Linked DNA regions of Mus musculus: all the other regions are linked to region 3. The links are chromatin contacts, called in public HiChIP or PLAC-seq and promoter capture Hi-C maps. All regions are on one chromosome and are shown on one strand. The core of a region is the stretch at or near the end of the contact, and the rest is flanking DNA. Distances in the headings are between cores, read along the strand shown.

Region 1 (4,487 bases), core at 356-2,855, 900 kb after region 3:
GACACTGCATGCGCACCGTGCACAGAAATACATGCAGGCATGTATTTATACACATGATAGATAATCAATCTTCAAATATAGTCTTTTTTTTTTAAACACTGCTTTTTTTTTTAAAGATTTATTTATTATATGTAAGTACACTGCAGCTGTCTTCAGACACACCAGAAGAGGGAATCAGATCTTCTTACAGATGGTTGTGAGCCACCATGTGGTTGCCGGGACTTGAACTAAGGACCTTTGGAAGAGCAGTCGGGTGCTCTTACCTGCTGAGCCATCTCACCAGCCCCTTCAAATATAGTCTTAATGACTTCAGTTTTCTTTTTCTTTTTTATTTCATTTTTAGTTTTTGAGACTGGGTTGTCCTGGAACTCACTCTGTAGACCAAGCTGGCCTTAAACGCAGAGATTCATCTGCCTCTGCCAACCAAATGCTGGGATTAAAGGTTATGCACTACCAACGCCAGGCTCATCTTCAACTTCCTAAACTGCACACAAACACGGATATAAGGTGCCTTGCCCAATGCCATACCAGCAAGAGCAACAGGGCATCCCGTGTCCTTCAGAAGACAGCCTCCAGACTCTTTCATGTGTTTTGAAGTCATTATTATTCGTATTTCAGAAAACACGGTCCTTGTACAAGTGTTGTACACTTCTCACATCTCAGCTTGCAAGGAGGCCAATTGAATCAGAATTAGGGTATTCACAAGGTCACTGCACCTAGCTACAAGTGGGCAAAGGAAAAGGTTCTTCTTTATCTCAGGCCACGCCCCGGCTGGTAGGCTCCACCCACCTACTCGGCCTGAGCTTGAAATCCAAAAGAGGAACCAATCCTATCCCTCTCACGGTCCAAAGCGCCTGGTTCTTTACTGTGCTTGCATCGAAGCTGGAGCAGAATCCCGGAGTTCTCTGGGCCGCAGCCCGTGGAGGGCAGTCCGTTTGTTGGTGAAGGGGTGCCACTGGCCCTGGATGCTCGGGTTGTCCGTGTGGAAGGGCTTGCGGATGCGGATCACATCCAAGCCGGACTGGTCTGCCAGCTTCTGCACCAACGACTTGATCTCCTCCACCGACTTGCTGTTGACGTTTTCCTCGCGCACAGCCCCATTAACTGGGAGAGGGACGTGGAGGGGATGAGTGGAAGGCGCCAGGTCGGAAATCAGACAAACAGAACGCAGCGGGCAAGCCGGGATCCCGCGCCGCCCACCCCCGCCCTAGCTCGGCCCCACTCACGGTATTCGGCCACTATTCGTGGCATGGCGCACGGGCGCGGGTTCACGTATACTACGACTCCTGGGTTCCGTCGGGCGAAGTCGGTCACCTCGCGTTCCACGAACTCCCTGCGAGACCCGGCGAAGGTGAGTACGGTGGCCCGAACCCAGCCCCATAGCTCCCCGCCTCCCTTTCCGGCGCTCCCGCTTCCGCGTGCCTCACCTGGCGCCGCGGGACGAGGGCGCATCCCGGCTGAGGCTGAGGCTGAGGCGCTGCAGCTGCTGCACGTAACGCCCTAGCCCATTATGGAGGACGCTGGTCAGAAAGCGGCTCGAAGTCCCGCGACCGGTCATGGCTACGGTTAGAGAGCCAGGACGCGGAGCCGGGGGGCGGGACTAACCGGTGACTTCCGGTTCCGGGGTTGTGGCATGGGCGCCCTGGAGAGTTTTGCTTCCGGAGTCACCGCGAGTAGCGCGTGCGAGCGGGCGACCCACGTTGCGGACAGAACACTAGAAAGGAGAGTGGTGACGCGAAGCTGGGGGCGGGAGCGTGGAGCTTTGAAGTGGAGGGCAGAGCAAGGGAGCCAGTGAGGAAGCCGGGCCGGAGCGCGTGACCTCCAGCAGTGTGGAGAGTGCCTGTGAGCGCTGGGGGCTCGGAGCGCCTGGAGTTGGGGTTCAGACGGGATGCAGAAAGCGGTAGAGATGAGGTTAGCCAGGAGAGTCCGTAGAGGGGTAGTAGACGTGAAGAGATGATACAGAGAAGCCGTTTAGATCGAGGGACCGTAGAAGGATCTAGAAGTGAGCTGGTGGAGAGAAATCCGTAAAGGACCTAGAGATAGGAGAATCCTCAGAGAGAGGCGTAGACGCGAAAGGGCAGTGTAGGTGTGTAGGGATGAAGTAGCAATACACAGGCAACCGAGGGGAGTAAGAACTGTGTTCGTGAAGAAGTTTGAGGAGGGATAAAGAGAAAAGCCAGTAGGAGTGATTTCTGCGAGTGCCTTGTAGAAGGTTTCCTAGGGTCTGGTTTAGTGAAGGCACTGAACCAGACAACAAAAGCTTTTGCAGTAGTGGCGTCCCACTCCATTAGGAATGTGGCTTCTTCTCCGACGTGCATATCCCCTCCGGATCTTGCTGCCACTGCGTGGCGAGTGGGTGGGTAGGAGGGGCCTGCCCAGAAGCTTGGCGCCAGGCCCTCCCCGCAGAAGGTACAGAAAAGAAGCGCTCCCAGCCTTAGAGATGCCAGTGTCGCCGGTGACTACGACTGAAATCCGCCAGTATTTACGTGCACATGGGATCCCCTTCCAGGATGGCCACAGCTGCCTTCGAGCACCAAGTCCCTTTGTGGTGTCCTCAGACATCAAAAATGAGAAAAAGGACGCTCCCACTTCCTTCTGCCTCTTCATTGACAAGACCACAGGACACTTTCTTTGCATGACCAGCCTAGCAGAAGGGAGCTGGGAAGACTTGCAGGCCAGTGTGGAGGGACGAGGGGATGGGGCCAAAGAGGGTGTCCTACTTAGGGAAGGCCCAGAAGCTGAGGTTAGGGAGGAGGTCTTGAGGATCTGGAACCGAGCCATACCTCTTTGGGAGCTTCCAGACCCTGAGGAAGCCCAGCTAGCTCGTGTGATGTTTGGCCTTACCAAGGTGACAGATGACACACTCAGGCGATTCAGTGTCCGCTATCTTCGATCTGCTCGAAGTCTGGTCTTCCCTTGGTTCACCCCTGGGAGCTCAGGATTACGTGGCCTGAAGCTACTAGGGGCTGAGGGTCAGGAAAATGGAGTACAGTATGTAGAGACCACCATCCCCCGGCCTGGTGTCTATCACAACCTATTTGGATTACCACTGATCAGCCGGAGAGATACTGAGGTGGTTGTGACAAGTCGTGAACTGGACAGCCTGGCCTTGAGCCAGTCGACGGGGCTGCCAACCCTTTCCCTACCCCGAGGGACAGTCTGCTTACCCCCAGCCTTACTGCCTTACCTTGAACAGTTCCGTCGGATTGTGTTCTGGTTAGGAGATGACCTTCGATCCTGGGAAGCTGCCAAACTGTTTGCTCGAAAACTCAACCCCAAGCGATGCTCTCTGGTGAGGCCTGGGAACCAACAGCCTCGTCCCCTGGAGGCCTTAAACCAAGGCTTAAGTCTTCCCCGTATTCTTCGTACCGCCCTACCTGCCTGGCACAAGTCTATTGTGTCTTTTCGGCAGCTCCGAGAGGAGGTTTTAGGAGAACTGTCAAATGTAGAGCAAGCGGCTGGTGTCCGTTGGAGCCGCTTCCCAGACCTGAATCGTCTGCTGAAGGGACATCGGAAGGGCGAGTTGACGGTCTTTACAGGTGACTCTATAAGATCACTGCTTCGGAGCTGGAGAGACGGCTCAGTGATTAAGAGTACTGGCTGCTTTTGCAGAGGACTTGGAGTTATATTTCCATCACCCATATAGTGGCTCACAACTGTCTGCAGCTCCAGTTCTGGGGGGATTTGATGCCTTCTAAGGACACCAAGCGTACCTGTAATCCATAGACACACATGCAGCTAAAACACCCATATCCATAAAGTAGTATTATAAAAATATCAGTGACTTAGGTAAAGGATTAGACAAGATGGTGACAAAGTATGTGGGGTTTGGCCATTGGCAGTGTCTATGTGCATGAATGCTTCGCTTATGTGTGTATATCACTTGGAACTGGACTTGCAGATGGTTGTGAGCCACCACGTGGGCGCTGGGAATCAAATCCAGGTCTTCTGCAAGAGCAACAAGTGCTCTCAATTACCGCTTCATCTCTCCAGCTCCCTGCTGGCAGTGTTAAAAGGAGGCTTCCCCTCTCAACTTTGACTGGAATCTTGGTTCAAAGACCAGACTTTCATCTCCTTTTTTGTTTGTTTCTTGTTTTAAAGATGTATTTATTATATATATATGGTTACGCTGTAACTGTTTTCAGACACACCAGAAGAGAGCATCAGATTTCAATACAGATGGTTGTGTGAGTCACTGCATGGTTGCTGGGAATTGAATTCAGGACCTCTGGAAAAGCAGTCAGCATGCTTAACTGCTGAGCCATCTCTCCAGCCCTCTGTTTTTGTTTTTGGTTGTTTGAGACAGGGTCTCTCTGTGTAGCCCTGGCTGTTCTGGAACTCTATAGACGAGGCTGGTCTTGAACTAAGAGACGCTCCTGCTTCTGCCTCTCATGTGCTGCCAGACTCTCCTCTTAACTCAGAGCTTTGTCCGTCCCCCTATAGGGCCAACAGGCAGTGGCAAGACAACATTCATCAGTGAGTATGCC
Region 2 (4,648 bases), core at 1,391-3,890, 800 kb after region 3:
GAGTGTACACACGTACACATTAAAAACTAAATAGATGTCATTTTTATTTAAATTAAATTGTGGCCCTTGGCTATTTCCATACGAGTTCCTACCCTAACTTAATTGTTCTCCCATTCTACTCTCTGGGGACAAACATGAAGCCAAAGAGGAGAGGCCCTCTATGTCAGAAGAAACAGGACTAGATCCAGCCTGGGACAGTGCCACATCCTCTCTTCTGGCTCTGCTAGGTCTCAGCTTTCATTACAGCAATCCTATGGAAATGAGTCTACCCAGACCCAGAGCACCCCGGCCTCCAAGATGGAAGACTTTGCAAAGCTTCGGGAAAGAAAAGTAGGCCCACTGGCCGCTCTATAAATTAGAGACTCATTAAGAAGAGGCAGGAAGGGCTTTGGAGGCCTGAGCCTTTCGATTTCTTGTTGGGATGGTTTATTGCTATTGTTTCTATTTCATACGTTTATTGCAAAACCAATAAAAATTATCTATTAAGAGCAGGAAACTCATCTTTTGACTTCTTGGTGGAGGTTTCTACAGAATAAACTTTAACTGGTCCAGCATAGCTGCGGGAGAGGAGCAAGCCCTATGGAGTCACGCCCTACTGGAGGCCAGCCAGGCACAGAGCAGGAGTGTCCAGACCAGGGTGAGGGAGGGGACAGACTGGGGAGGCCACACAGTCAGGACTCTTCTACAGAGTCCCTGTCAGCTGGCTGTGTATTTCCATCTGTTGCTTAGTGCCTGCAACCGTGCTGCTTCCCAGCTTCTACTCTGGAGAGACCTCACTTGGAAGGAGACAGCCAAACGCTTGATTTATGGAGCTATTCTTGAAATGAATGTTTATAGAGATGTTTCCAAACAGATGAATAAGATGTCCAAGATCCCAGGAGAAAGGTCTTGTCCAAGTGAAAGAGCAGAGAGCTAACATTTGTGGTATCCTGTTCTGCCATGCTAGGCTCTATGCTACCACCCTTTTTGTTTGGTTTAGTTTTGCACCCCTTTATTAAAATTTTTATTTATGATTGGTGTGGAGTGTGTGTTGGCATGCATATATGGAGGTCACAAGACAATTCTGAAGGGATGGTTCTCTTCTTCCACCTTTTTGTGGGTCCCAGGTATCAAACTTGGTTCTCTAGGCTTGTGAGTATCTTTGCCTGCTGGGTTATCTTGCTGGTCTCTGTACCCCACTTTTTAAGAAAAAAGTATATTTTCTTGGGCTAGGGATGTAGCTCAGTTGGTAGAGAGCTTACATAATATTCATATAGCCTGAGTTTGATCCCCAGGACTACATAAACCATATATGGTGGGGTGGCCTGAATCCTAGCACTTGGGATTCCCAGCACTTCCCAGCAGGAAGACCAGAAGTTCAAGGTCTTTCTTGGCTACGTAGGGAATTTGAGGACAGCCTTGGATATAGGAGACCTTGTCTCAAAATAGAAGTAAGACTTTTTTTTTTAAGTGTATATTCTCTCCATTTTATTAAAAGGGACACTGAAGATGGCAATGTAAGAGATATAACCAGGAACAGAAGACAACATAATTCCCAGCCTGGGAACACTGGTCCTAGAAGTAGTTGCCACCTCTCTGTTGAAGGAAGGATAGGAGATAGGTATTCTCCCTGTGGGCCTCTAGGATGACCCGGAAAAGATTCACAGTCGATTGAGGGGAAGACCACCCAACCATGACTCAAGTTTGAGCCGGCCTGCAGAGTGCCCAACACCCCTAAATCTAGTGTGAAGAACTACAGGGGCCTTCAATAACTGCTCTGTCAGGTCTCAGGATGGTGACTAATGGGCTTAGAGGAGGAGACTGTGAAAAACACACTAGGAAATAAATTTGGGTGATTAAATTTCAAGGCAGTTCATGGAACAGCAACCTGAGGCCTAAACTAAGCCATCAAGTTACTAAGAGAATCAAGATTTCACTTTAACCACCGCTGCCTAGGAACCAGGCCTGAGACTGCAGAGTATTAGTGGGACATGAGAGAGGTCCTCCCACCGAACTTCTGAGGAAACTGACACCCTCCAAACCTTCCTTCCAAAGGGCGAGCTAGCAACAAGCTAAGTCCTCATTGTCTCCCCATGATTACCATGTCACCTCTAAAGTGGAAAAAAATAAAGATGACTGCTCACCCATGTAAGACAGGTAGAAATGGGGAAGGAGGCTCCAAGTGGGCACAACCAGAACCACTCACAAATTTCTGAGATACTTCCAGGTTACTGAAGTAACAGAGGAGGCCCAAATTCCTCTACTTCTCTCCTGTTTCAGCTGAATGTCATGTACCCTGATTGGATCTAACCCCCCAAACAGTCGTGGTCTAGAGGCAGGGGTGTAATCCACCACCCCCCTCACACCCAGACACACCCCAGGTGCTGTTAAGCCTTGCAAATCTGCCCTGCCTCCAGTTGAGAGCCTCACTTCTGACGCCGTCCCCAGCCACTGTTTAAGGCCCACAGTGCTTCACTTTAACTTATTTGCTCGCTTATTCTCTGCTTAAAGCCAGGCAGAGAGAGCTGGAGCCCCAGCAGCCCCTGCACTGGAAGGGCCCCAGCATCTTATGTGATGGAAGAGATCAGCCACCCCTACCATGGAAAGGCCCCAGCAGCCTCTTCGTGGAAGGGTCCAGGTGGGAAGACCTTATCAACTGCAGCTGCTTCCATCTTTTTCTTTCTCAACTTTCTTCCTCTCTGGAGAGTTCACCTCTCTCTGCCCTGGCTCCACCAGCTGTTTCATGCAAATCCAGCTGAGACAGCTGCTAGCCCCATCCTGCTAAATGTGCAGGGGCCCTGGAGCCCCCTGTCTTGGCCCAAAGCTGGGCAAATCTCTGGCGTCCAGACAAGGTTGAGACTGTTCAGAAAGTACTTCAGTAGGAAACTGAGGGGAAAGCCAAAAAACCTGAATTACAAAAGGAGAGAAACAGATGATGGACAGCACAGATAATTCTTCTGAATAACTCTCATCGAGTCCCAGAAAAGTTTGTTGCGAGAAAAAGGAGGCTGGACTCCAAGAGCGTTGGTGCAGGTCTGATATCCTGGTTACTCGGAGGGCTGAAGCAGGAAGAACACAAATTGAAGGCCTGTCTGGGCTGTAGATTGAGTTCAAGGACAACATCCTGGGACACTTAGATTTTTTTTTTTCCTCAAAATGTAAAAGAGGACTGGATTTAGAGCTCAGCAGTAAAGCAATTGGCTGGCACGTGCAGAACACTAGGTTCAGTCTCTGCAGCCAACCTCCCCGCCCTACCCCAGAAAAGGAGGGAGGAAAAGAAGGAAGGAAAGAAAAAAAATGGAAGGGTAGGAAAGGAGAAAAAAGAAAGGTAGATCTGTCAGAGTGGCATCTTCGGCCCATTGAAGGAAAACTTGTCAAGAAACTTAAAATCTCTGGCCTGGCTAAGGGACCATTGCCCAGGAAGGCAGGTCATGCTAAGACATAGGTGAACTAATTTGCCATTTCAATGAAATAACATACTTTTCCTTCCCAGGATCTCTAACCTCTACCATAGTAGCTTATGCAGGGCCACAATCATGAGGCTGTGTTAATTTGCCTGCTGTTTGAAATTACTCAGCGGGGAAAGAAGTATAATTTCTTTTCTTCTCTGTCTGCCCTGGGTTTCCTTACCCTAAAGCCTCCTCCCTGCCCTGTGGCTAACTGTCTGGCTGACCTCTGCTGTCTGCAGGAGCATGGCCTCTGCCCTCCCTCTTCTCTCCTCCGGTCTCCTCTTCCTGGCAACTGCTGAGATTACAACTTGCCTGCCCCGGGCTTGTCTTTTGTCCTCAAGCTTCTGTCTGAGTCTGTTCTGTTATTTTATTAATAAGAACCTTAAGGGGGAGACCCCGAGTTCCCTGATTGTCATCTGGCAACCCAGATGAGCCTCCCCACAATTCCCAGTACCAGGTCTCTTTTGGATACCCAGAATTCCTGGCTCCCCACTTTCAGTTCCTTGCCGCTTGGCTACAGAGCACGCTCATGTGTTAGCTTCAGCTAGAGGTCAACTCCATTGCCAGAACCTACCATGCAGGCTCTTCTGAGGACCTGGTCCCCAGATCTGGGATTTGTGACAAGCCTGCTCTGTACCGCGGATGGGGGTACTCTCTAGGCCTCTGGACAGAAAGGTATTTCCTTGTCCCGCTTCCCTACTGGCTTCTGTCTCTCTTCCGGAGTTCAGTGGACCTAATCCAACTACACTGGCCTCAAGGATTTATCTACAGTTTCTTCCAATTAAGATCTTGGGTTCGTGGTCTGCTTGGGTACTTTAAAGGCAGCCCCTTTAAAATGCTTGTCCTATCGCATTCAAATGCCTACTGAGCCAGACTGAGCTTCCTATATTCTGTCACTCTATTGGACACCAGTAAATACCACTGCCAACAAGAATCCAAAGCCCTTCTCTCAGAGAAGAGTGAGACATGCCGGGTGATAACTCTGTCATCTCTAGATCGAGGCTCAGCCAAGGTCTACTTTCCCGTGGCCCCTTATTCCTAGGAAACTCCTTGGCTGGCCCACCAGCACCTCAGTCTCCACTAGCCAAATTTCCTCTAATCTACCACCTGCACATTTCCAGACAACTAGGATCTACTAAGCCAACTTTGGGGTCAAACCCTAGTTCTCTGATGTCTTAGCTGAATGGCCTCAGTCAGATCATTTTGAGGGAATAAGAGTT
Region 3 (4,698 bases), core at 1,499-3,998:
TGATAATAGTTACATCCTATATAAAGTGTTATCACAACAAAGCCAATAAGCCCTAAATTCTGATATGAATGAGGCAGAAAATTATCTATTTGGTATAGGTCATTAATCACAAGAGATCCTTCAACTCCTTAGTTTATATTTCACCTGAGGCAGGATTTTCCCTGTCCAATTACATTAAAATATTAGTGCAGCAAGGGGCCTGTGACTGGGCAGGGTAAAGGGAGGCAGAGCTAAGAGTTGCAGAAACAGAGAGTATCTCAGGAAGAGAGGAAAGCCAAAATGGAGGTGGAGGGACAGGAAGAAGATTCTGATCCCGTGTGGTTTTAAATAGCCACAGGTAGTTATGGGATAATCTGTCTAGCCTAGGTGGGCAGCTTTTATCAGTATCAACTGGTTTTGAAATTATTGTATTGGCATGTTGTGAATTGAGAATTTATTGATATATAAACCTGACTGGTTAATTATAAACTTCTAGAGTTTTGTTTCTACTGGGTTGCTGGATGTTGTGGTGGCTGATAGTGGAGTGGACTGTTGCTGTGTTGGGTTGGCATAGCAGCAAAGGGAACTTAGGAGCTGCAGCCCCACCGGAGAGTTGGCGGGCAGAGAGTAGCTGGATGGAACTCGGAGAGGTGGAGGGTCTTTTTAAATATTTACCACAACACTCACCTACCCCGAGAAACTCAATCTTTTCAAAAAGAATATTCTCTTGGGAACTTTATAGTTGCCAAACAACAACAAAAAGATGGGCTTTTGCTGTTGTTGTTTTTTAAATGAGACTAAGTTGGGTGTGATGACCCCCATAGACTCATGTGATTCAATGGTAGGCCATAGAGAGTGGCAGCACTAGGTACTGTTGGAGGAAGTGTGTCACTGTAGGCTCAAGCTTTAAGGTCTCCTAAGCGCAAGGTACACCCACGGTGAGACACAGCCTCTCCCTGCTGTCTTTGGGTCAAGGATATAGAATTCACAGCTACTTCTTCAGTGCCTCGTCTGCCTGCGTGCCACCATGTCCCACCAAGTGAGAACTGACTAAACCTCTGAAACCAGCCCCAACTAAACGTTTTGCTTTATAAAAGCTGCCTTGGTCATGGTATCTCTTCACAGCAATAAAACCCTAAGACATCTTTCAGTGCCTAGGGTATCAAACTGTACTTAATGTTTATTTCTGAGACAGGGCCTTCTTATGTAACTGACACCGGCCTTGAGCACGATATGAAAGCCACCCAGTCAGGTCTCAAACTCCAAATCCTCCTGCCTCAGAACCCTTGATACTAGGATTACAAGAGGATGCCACCATGCCCACCCCCTCTCTGAAACGGAAAGCTCCTTCAGAGTAGAACATATTATTCTTGTTGATTTGGGTACCATCAGCGCCTGATATAGCAATCAACTAAATCATTTCATGTCCTGTAATTGGCTTACTGTTTTTCTAATTAAAACGTATTCCTCATATATGATGTTCCAGAACACCATTTTTATCTTACTGCTCCTTTTATAAAAGTCCAAGTAATGAGGGTTGCCATAACTTGACAGTGGAGAGCTATCAGCGGAATTACAGTACCTATCTTGTACTTCCTAACGTCTCTGTTACCATCTGACTCAACTCTCAAGCAGGCCCAGAATGTATGTATATTCTTCTAAATATTTTACAGTCAACAAATCCTATACTACAATGATTGGTGTTCAAGATCTATTCCTTACACCCTTCAGGAAAGCAAAACCCTCACTAATAATGCACTGGCTTGTATTGATATGATTTTTTTTTCCGGAGAAAAGATGCGTTTTACTGACTTTTCAAAAGACCCACAACTCAAACATGATTAACTAGGGCTGAGGCTGTAACCCAACGGTAGACCATTTGCCTAGCATGTGCAAGGTCCTGTGTTCCACCCCGAACATTAACAACAACACGTTAAAGTAAGAAAAGTGACTGTTAGTTTGAAAACCTTTTAAGGACAGGAATAACTGCTGTTGTAACGGTTACATGTTCTTCGATAAATCAAAACAAATTTCCTGAGCCTGATCTTAGCTGTCTTCTGCAGAACAAACCCCTCTATTTTCTTTCCTCCGAAGCAAGGATCGATTTCATCATCTTACCCTCACCCTGGTTTTTACCTGAAACGCTCCAATTCCAAAGTCTGTCAATGTTTCCCAAGGGTCAACTCTGGACACACCCGTAAGGTTTCTCGTCTAGTCCAGTCTCCAGTGGATCACACCGCTCGCTCCCGAGGGAGTGTGAGCAGGCACACGGAGACACACACAACACACATACACAAAACACACAACACGCATCGGCACTCGACTTTGTACAGACTCCTCATCACCACACACAGCTGCAACAGCTGCCTGTCACTCACTGCCCGGGGACCTCCGACACACCTGGACCGCGGCCACCCAGGCTCACAAGCGCAGGATGCTCCATCGCTCGCCCTCGCTCACTGCCCCAGCCCCCAGCCCCGTCCAGGGTCGCGACCACCACTCCTCCCACCTTGACTGACAGCTCGGGTCCCAGGGACGCCCAGACAGAGCCCGCGCCACGGCTCCCGCCCCCCGCCTCACCCGGTGCTGGTACAGACTGACGTTCCCGAAACCGCCGGTGCCAAGCCGTTCCCGCATCTCCCAGGGGCCGCCCGCGCCCGGCCGCAGCCCCGGGGGCCGCTCCATGGGGCGGGAGCGCCAGCCGCCTCAGGCAACGCCGCCGGTCTAAGGCCGGTTCCGGGCCGCCGAGGCTTGCGGAGTCCTCCGTCTCGCGAGACTGCGTCACTTCCGCTAGCTTCCGCATGCAGAGTCCCGCCCCGAGCTCCTGGAATCACCCTGGGATTGGTGCTGCCGGAAACTGGGCACCAGCGGCTTGCCCTGGGCAACTTCCAACCTGCGAGGACCATCGTGCGTGCGGTTCCTATTTATTTTATTTTTGTTTGTATAGATATTTTTTAATTAGTTCTTTGAAGGTTTCATACAACGTGTTTTTATTTAAAATAGATCTCTCTCCAAACTCTAAAATCCACATTGTCCCTACCTCATTCACATTTCATCTTTTTGAGAGCCCTGCCCTCTGCCCCTCGAATCCTACCACACTCGCCGGTCGGCACCGGTTAAGGCCACCATAAGTATTAAAGAAAACTGCGCTAACCGCCCTGTTGATTCATTAGCCTTGTAAATCAGAATCTCTCCATAATCCCAAACCAACCAAGGATGTGACTTATTCCAGAGTGAAAACTCTTCTTCGCGACTTCGTGAGTCTCCCTACCGACCTTACTGTTTATCAGCCTTGTTCTCTCCGACTTGAGTTGGAATTGTTTCTGAGGTGCACCACAGGGCTATAAAGACAAGCCTGGAGGAGCTCTCGGTCCAGAGAGGCATACTTCTGAGTGGTGGGCTGCACAGGGAAAGCCAACCCACCTAGCCATTTGAGTGGGTTATCCACTTCATGGACTCTAGGTGTCCTGTTCTGAGACAGGATCTCAATACAGTCCAGCCTGGACTAGAACGTATTTCTCCGTCTTTCCAAGACTGGGATTACAAGCTTGTACCGGGCTGAAGCTAGCGATGCTAATAACTCAAAAGTGTAAGAGTCAGCATAAAATCAAATTCTCAACGTCAGCATGCAATTCGATGTTGTGGGTCACTAATAGTGAGTGGTATTCGATAAACTGGTTTCTATTATTTTCATATCTTTCATGGAATTGGAATATTAAACTTGAAGGTAATAGAAATGAGGCTCTGAGAGAGCATCTTTAGAGCAGAGGAGACGGTCATGTAACAGGATGAAACCTCATTTGCTGTGTATGGTAGAGCCAGGAGTGACAGGTGGGATGCAGTTTCATAATTTGTACTCGAGGGATGCTGAAAACTCCAGCCAAGATAATTCTGTCTAAATTACTCAAACTGGTTTCTACAGTGAGTTTGCTTTTTAAATATTCTATAATTAAAATGCAACTCAAGGTTTATTGCTATAGCCCTGTTTGACTTGGAACTCATTATGTAGACCAGGCTGGCCTTAAAACTCACTGGTCTGCCTGCAGAATGCTAAGATTAAAGACCTGGCCTTTTAATTTTTTTAACTGTAAAATGGTTCCTGTCAGGCTCCACAATCTTCAGGTTTCCAAGACTGTTTTAGTTTTTTTGTTGTTCAGAAACAAAATGGAGGTCAGGAGATTTTTATGAGAACAAAGTGAAACTGTTCGTGGTCTATACAGGAACAATGACCAATTCCTGTCTTCTGGCTTCCAGCTTGCAGCGTCCTCCTGTGCTCACACTGCTGTTTCTCCCTGTGCTGCTCCTTAAATCATAGTCATATTTAAGGTGGAACTGACTGTGTTTGCATAGAATCTCTTGTGCAGTGTATGGCAGAGTCACCTGTCAATAAAAACCCTATGGCCAATGAGCTGAGGCAGGACTAGGAGGTGGGACATCCAGCAGAGAGGGAAAAGGGTGCTGGGGTCAGGGGGAGCAGGGGAGGTATGAATGAAAGAATTCTGGGAAATAGTCAGGGGGGAAAGATTGGCCCTGAAGCTGAAGGAGAGGGAGCCAGCCACTTGGCAGGCCTTAGGATAAACTGGTGATTAAGTTATGAGCCAGCTGGGGAACCAGCCAAAGCTTTTGGCCTCAGAATTTATTCATGAAATATTAAGAAGTCTCAGAGGCCCTACTTTGGGGAACAAAGAGGCCAGGTGGAAAAGCTCTAGGTTATAGCAT

What was found. Promoter capture Hi-C pulls out the DNA fragments that hold promoters and counts their contacts. HiChIP or PLAC-seq counts read pairs in DNA pulled down with a chosen protein or histone mark.
Region 1: a promoter capture Hi-C map of liver shows a contact between it and region 3, with 2.9 times the contacts expected there. The contact joins the promoter of Mrpl43 here to the promoter of Chuk in region 3. A contact is called at or near these places in 5 of 39 promoter capture datasets (the 3T3-L1 cell line, the SN4741 cell line, hippocampal neurons and 2 more), 5 of 115 datasets of contacts at active chromatin or transcription factors (the SCID.adh cell line, astrocytes, bone marrow-derived macrophages and 2 more) and 2 of 9 other capture datasets (liver and pancreatic islet).
Region 2: a contact with region 3 is called in an H3K4me3 HiChIP or PLAC-seq map of neural tube, with 4 times the contacts expected there. The contact joins the enhancer-like site here to the promoter of Chuk in region 3. A contact is called at or near these places in 5 of 39 promoter capture datasets (the 3T3-L1 cell line, 3T3-L1-derived adipocytes, cranial neural crest and 2 more), 2 of 115 datasets of contacts at active chromatin or transcription factors (extraembryonic endoderm stem cells and neural tube) and 1 of 9 other capture datasets (embryonic stem cells).

What each region holds. Positions count from the first base shown.
Region 1 is chr19:45,004,837-45,009,323 of GRCm38.p6, forward strand. Mrpl43 (mitochondrial ribosomal protein L43) reads right to left here and starts at 1,606. Exons shown (of 3, transcript NM_053164.3): 1 at 1,428-1,606; 2 at 1,227-1,333; 3 at 178-1,104. The coding sequence starts at 1,558. The coding sequence ends at 863. Twnk (twinkle mtDNA helicase) reads left to right here and starts at 1,722. Exons shown (of 5, transcript NM_153796.4): 1 at 1,722-3,539; 2 at 4,444-4,487. The coding sequence starts at 2,294.
Region 2 is chr19:44,901,846-44,906,493 of GRCm38.p6, forward strand. No RefSeq gene overlaps it. Among named protein-coding and RNA genes, the nearest start is that of Slf2, 27 kb to the right of the region's middle. Within about 2 kb of position 2,641, at least 13 of the 459 cell types and tissues checked have an H3K27ac peak or open chromatin away from gene starts, as enhancers often do.
Region 3 is chr19:44,104,729-44,109,426 of GRCm38.p6, forward strand. It overlaps Chuk (conserved helix-loop-helix ubiquitous kinase), which reads right to left and starts at 2,749. Exons shown (of 21, transcript NM_007700.2): 1 at 2,560-2,749. The coding sequence starts at 2,664. Cwf19l1 (CWF19-like 1, cell cycle control (S. pombe)) reads right to left here. Exons shown (of 14, transcript NM_001081077.1): 14 at 3,909-4,698.